2 separate regions of the Mus musculus genome follow, and region 1 is linked to region 2. A link is a contact called in public HiChIP or PLAC-seq data. All regions are on one chromosome and are shown on one strand. The core of a region is the stretch at or near the end of the contact, and the rest is flanking DNA. Distances in the headings are between cores, read along the strand shown. Region 1 overlaps Gm41534 (a long non-coding RNA gene). Region 2 has its middle 150 kb from the start of Gm41533.

Region 1 (2,762 bases), core at 230-2,729, 290 kb before region 2:
ATTTGTGAAGCAATTGTTCATGACCAAATTTTTGACCAGACACTGGGACTGCTGACATAATTGAAACACAGCTGACATGTCTCAAGAGTGTGATGTGCTGATCCAGGACACTCCACACTGCTTTCTTTCACCCAGATATTTAGATAATAGTCCATGAGGTGCCTTTCTCAACACAAGACTTGAGAGCTTCATTTCCTCGGTATAGCTCTCACATTCAAGCTGTCTGGAGCATAAGCTCTGCATGTGAGATCTGTGTTATGGCAAAAGAAGATGCAGGGAGTCAGTTATTCTGAAAGGTCAAGAATGATGAATTACCTCTTTCTAGAATTTTTTTCAAACCATGACTTCCTACCTATATTTTGGTCTACAGAGTCAAGTCCTCCATACATGAGACCTAAGAAGTTCTGATTCAAGTGACAGTCTATACCTATCAGGTTATCCTTGTAAATATTTAGGTTTGACAAAAACCAACTGAGATTGATTCAATTTGTATGCAGTTTTGTTTTTTTGGTTTGTTCTATATTTGGATGTGGATGGAATGCAGGGTTTCCTCATATATGCTTCATAAGCATTCTAATATTAAGTTATATCCCATGTTCTTATATTTATATCTTACTCTATATAGGAATTAAATGCATACTATTGTATATATATTTTTTATATAGTCACAAGTCCCTACTATGTACAATACATTATGAAAAGATTTCTTCTATCAACATATTGTCAGAGATATTGATGGAAGGTATATTCATACAGACACAAATGTGTTACTGCATATACATGTATAATAATATCACACATCTTACAGGTTCAGTTTACTCAGAGGGCACCAGCAACATTCTCCATATACTTGAAAACCTTTATTTCATTAAAAGAATCTGCCATTGGATCCTATTAACATACTCCAATAGAAACCATATCTAATAAATATATGTCTACTTCTTATTGAATCTTTATAGTCCTTGTGGCTTCCAAAATCTGAAAGATTTAGATTTTTTAAAAAGACACTGCAGATATGGTACTAGTTCCTCGGATCCCCCCGGTTCTTTGCTCTCTTCTTCTTCCACCTGCCTCTCCAACCTCCATACTAGCTTGATCCAGACAGCCAGAGCCTATACTTTGTGTTGTACGCACTCTAAGCCTTGAGCTCTGTTCACCTCTGTTACAGAAGTGTCTGTGATTTGAACCATCAGCATGGTCATTTGTGGGGTGTGTGTGTGTGTGTGTGTGTGTGTGTGTGTGTAAAAGTGTGTGTAAAGGTGTGCACTGAAGGTAGCCTCACATTATCACAAGTCTCTCAATAGTAATTTAAAAAGAACCAGTGTCTTCTGCTTGCGAGTAGCTATCTTTCTGTCTCATTGTGGATCTCTGTCTTCTGATGTAGTCAGTTTTTATATAATATAGACACTCAGACTCCCAGAGTGTAGGATGTTTGTAACACATTTTCTATGAGTCACTGTGCACAGGGAGGTTTTCTAATGAGTAACACAGTCATGTCATTCTGAGTTCACTTCAGCTCACATCCACAGTGACCTTGCAAAAAGTCTCATTTGGAGTGTTTTGTTTTGGTTAGGATCTTGTGTTTTCTGTGCTTTATTTTTTTATCATTCAAGTGAGAATAAAAGTTCTTATTTTATAACTATATGGCTCCTTCTGGGAAATCTGCCTTCTCTGCATCAGACTTTACACCCCATTTGTTTTACTTAGTCATCCTATTTTCCCTGTGTCTGTATTTATCTGAATAAGTAAGTCATCTTTCCTCAGGGCTGCAAGACTTTTCACTCAAATCTCTAAAGACTGATTATACTATCCCGAAGTGAGCACAAGCATTGGCCAGCATTTATAACTCCCTGGCAACGCAAAACAGATGGCTAAGGAAATCAGATGCATTATCTCATAGACTTAGCTAATCTCAAAATTATGAGTCCTTTTGGATGTGTGAGCTGAATATGGAGGCAGCTGTAGAGTGACACATTAAAGCTGATACGATTGCTTTTTGCTTCATCCTCCAACGACCCATAAATCTTGAGCTGAGCTTCACAGGAAGTAGGGGTCATTGGGTCGTTAGGAAGATGGGCTATAGCTTGTGTTTACTTTTCAAAGGAATGTAAAACATAGGAGCTACTCAACCATTTCTACATAGTCACCATTTTCCAAATGAAAATTATGTAGAAAAACTAAGTTTTTAAAAACACTGATTTTAAGATTAAACTCATGAGGAAATATTGTAAGTAAAATTAATCAAACAGAAAACTGTATTTTCAAATGATCTACAAGTATTATCAGCTCATTAAAAGAAAATCCTCAGTGTTTTCATGATTCAACATATTATTAGTATCATTGTTAAAACTTCATGGGGTTCATAACTCTTAGCATACTCTGAGAAGAATGCTGTAACAAGAGAGTTCCAAGGTAGTGAATTCTGCATCTATAGTAACATAAATTACATAAGGCAGACTCCTGCAAACAAAACCAAATTTAAGTCTGGTTATTCTTTTTCCAGTTATTTAATGCATGCACAGATATATATTAATAACTTCTCCAATATAGCAAGAATCTAAATTATAATTTCCAAGAATAAACTATTTAACAACAGTTTTTATCTACAAACTGTGTGGCAAAGCATGCATGTTGTTTTCATTATTTATTATAGTTAATGTATGAAAGTGAGCTTAAATAGGGATTGAATTATTCTTTCTTTACTTTGAGTATGTGAACAATTTTTCTCATGGTAAAGAAAAGTTTCTGGAAAAGAAGTTATA
Region 2 (2,700 bases), core at 13-2,512:
ATATATAACTTAATATTTAGATTTTCAATTTCTTTATCATAGAAAATGTATGACTACCCCTTTCCACAAGAACAGAAAAAAAGATATTTTGTGAATATAGAGAATTTTTGCTGTTGTTTTCAAAATTGTTGTATTATATACATATATACTACATGTGTATAAAAACACACATAGAAATGGACTGGGAGCCAAGCATATAAATTCAGAAGTTGTCTGAGAATAGTAGGTACTTCTAGAGAAGTTTGGTTAAATCTATAATAATGTCTTTTTAAAACCTAGTGAAAGTATGTTTACTTAATATTATGATACATATTCCATCTTATTCTTTTATTGTTTATAGACTTTAAGGTCTCAAAATTAAAACAAAAAAGAGAAGACTACTAGCTAATCACAACCCCTCCATGCATTCCACTTTTGAAAGAAAGAATTGCAATTGGATAGAACACTCATCCTTGGTGTCTAAATAGCACTTTATATAAGAGAAATTTTCACTGGGCATTAATCAATTCAAAATCACAATTTTAATGACACTAGTAACCCTACTTTTAAATAAATACATTAATGTTCAAATCCACAAGTAAGTGCCCCATTTATCTGATTGACTAGAAGTAAGAAATGTCTTTATACATGCTTAAAACCCTTCATGTGCTCTTAAAGGCAAATGAAGGAGCGGGAATAAATATATTAGGGCTATATGTCTGTTTTTTATGGAAATGAAGAAATGTCCCCCCAAAATAACCCAGATATTTGAGTATATAGCAAAACACAGAAACTGTCAAGGACTGTAAAGGGTGAAACAAGGATATTCACTTAAGAAATTATAAATAGCATTATCATATATGTGTGCACCACACACCAGCTAGTAACTATTCAGAAATTCTGTGGCTCTGTATTGTTTCTAAGACCTTTAAAAAAACACATCATAAAATTATTGATGACTGTTTATTTGAGGCCCATGAATCATATCCTGAATATATTATATAATTATGAATCAGTCGGGGTTTTAAGACTTATTCATAATTCCATTTCCTTTTTAAAAATGAGTTGCCGCTTCTGCTTTGAGACTGAATTTGGCCTATCTCTTGAGGTTAACACCAGGCACATCTGTTGATGTCCCCAAACACGATGACAGCAACAATAGTAGGCTTATAAAATGAAAGCTGGAGAGGGAAACTTTTCCAAACACAGCAGGGAAAATAGCCTGAGATAAGTAGCAGATGCTCCAGAGGGAAGAAGGCATCTGCAAGCAGTTAGTGGGATGGAGAGCGCTGAAGGAGTTTTCCCTTTGCCAGATGCCTGAAATAGAGACAGATGAGCAATTCCTCTGAACTTCAGCAACAACGCCAGCTGAAAAAGCAGACCCCTTCTGCCAAGGGTCACTTGTTGAAACTGTTGACTGTAAATCAGAACTCCCCTTTAGGACTGATGGTACCCAGAAAATGTGTTCAAAATGTTTATCTGTTCACCTTACCTTTGGCACAAAGACCATCATCTGTAGTTGCTGAAGTCTGGGAGACTGAGCACAAATTGTTTACATGTTTTGAACAAAGTTACCTTTCTTAGACTCCCACATAACAGTGTCTCTTACCTTTATGCCATAAGTAAAGAATATTTCCAAGTAAAATAACCTACATTGCAAATGCATTAGCACAGAGTGCAGTATATTTAGGTCTGGCAAGACTAATGAAAAAGTCTTTTATACCTTTTCCTCTCTAATATAATTATTGATGCATCACCCTTTATTTTCTGACAGGTTTTTCTCTGTGTCAAATTAACTACCAGGGTTTATTTTCCTCCTATATTTCAAATCATGAGTCCTTTTTTTTTTTTTTTTTTTTTTTTTTTAGTACTCACTACTAGGGTGTCTTAAACATTAAAAATAATCTGGCTCTGCATTTTACAGCTCAGAATCTTCCGGCTCTGTATCTTAGGGTCTCCTCATGCCTGTGTGTACCTTACCAACCAATCAAGGGCACCTGTGGCCTCCATTCTACCTTATGCTATAACACATTTTTTCTTCTTTTCAATGTCTACTTAGAGGGAGTGGGAACCTCTCTGCTAGACCAGAGTTTCCCACAATGCATAGTGTAGTCTAATAACCCCTGTGTACTGTTAGAAATGCATATTTTTTCTTATTTGTATAGTTCACCTTCTGATGTGGATACTCTGAATTTACGATCCATTAATTTGTGTTTTGCTAATGTGAAGAGCATTGATTGTATCAGTCCGCATTTTTTAGAAATGCTCATCTAGATGACAGTGCGAGTATTCTCTCTAACAAATCTGTATATCATCTCTCTCAGAACCTTCTATGAAGAACTCACAGGGAGTTGCCCAATTGAGAAAGCCTAGGCATTTTTATATGTACTTTTAACGTCTTTATGGTGACCCCCAATATATAAAATAGATCCACTTAAATTTAAATCTGGTGTCAATTTTTCAAATAAATTAGTGAATTAATTGCATAAGTAAACCACCCTGGGTCAGAAACAGATCAGCTAAGTGGCAGACCCAAAGCTTCTTTAAAATGGCAGTCCCTTGATTTGTCTACAAAGCAGTGGTTCTCAACCTGTGAGTCACAGCCCTGTTGTGGTCATATATCAGATACCCTGAATATCAGATATTTTTATATTACAATTCATAACAGTAGGAGAATCATAGTTATGTAGTTGCAATGAAATAATTTTATGTTGGGGGGGG

What was found. HiChIP or PLAC-seq counts read pairs in DNA pulled down with a chosen protein or histone mark.
Region 1: an H3K27ac HiChIP or PLAC-seq map of the NIH/3T3 cell line shows a contact between it and region 2, with 7 times the contacts expected there. The contact joins two enhancer-like sites. A contact is called at or near these places in 7 of 484 Hi-C or Micro-C datasets (embryonic fibroblasts, muscle stem cells and uterus) and 2 of 115 datasets of contacts at active chromatin or transcription factors (the NIH/3T3 cell line and fibro-adipogenic progenitors).

The regions. Positions count from the first base shown.
Region 1 is chr17:16,339,053-16,341,814 of GRCm38.p6, reverse strand. The region is part of intron 2 of Gm41534 (a long non-coding RNA gene); the gene reads right to left. Among named protein-coding and RNA genes, the nearest start is that of Gm41534, 100 kb to the right of the region's middle. Within about 2 kb of position 1,479, at least 51 of the 459 cell types and tissues checked have an H3K27ac peak or open chromatin away from gene starts, as enhancers often do. A contact at or near this core is called in the NIH/3T3 cell line, fibro-adipogenic progenitors, muscle stem cells and 1 more, where this site is marked.
Region 2 is chr17:16,053,268-16,055,967 of GRCm38.p6, reverse strand. No RefSeq gene overlaps it. Among named protein-coding and RNA genes, the nearest start is that of Gm41533, 150 kb to the right of the region's middle. Within about 2 kb of position 1,262, at least 33 of the 459 cell types and tissues checked have an H3K27ac peak or open chromatin away from gene starts, as enhancers often do. A contact at or near this core is called in the NIH/3T3 cell line, fibro-adipogenic progenitors, muscle stem cells and 1 more, where this site is marked.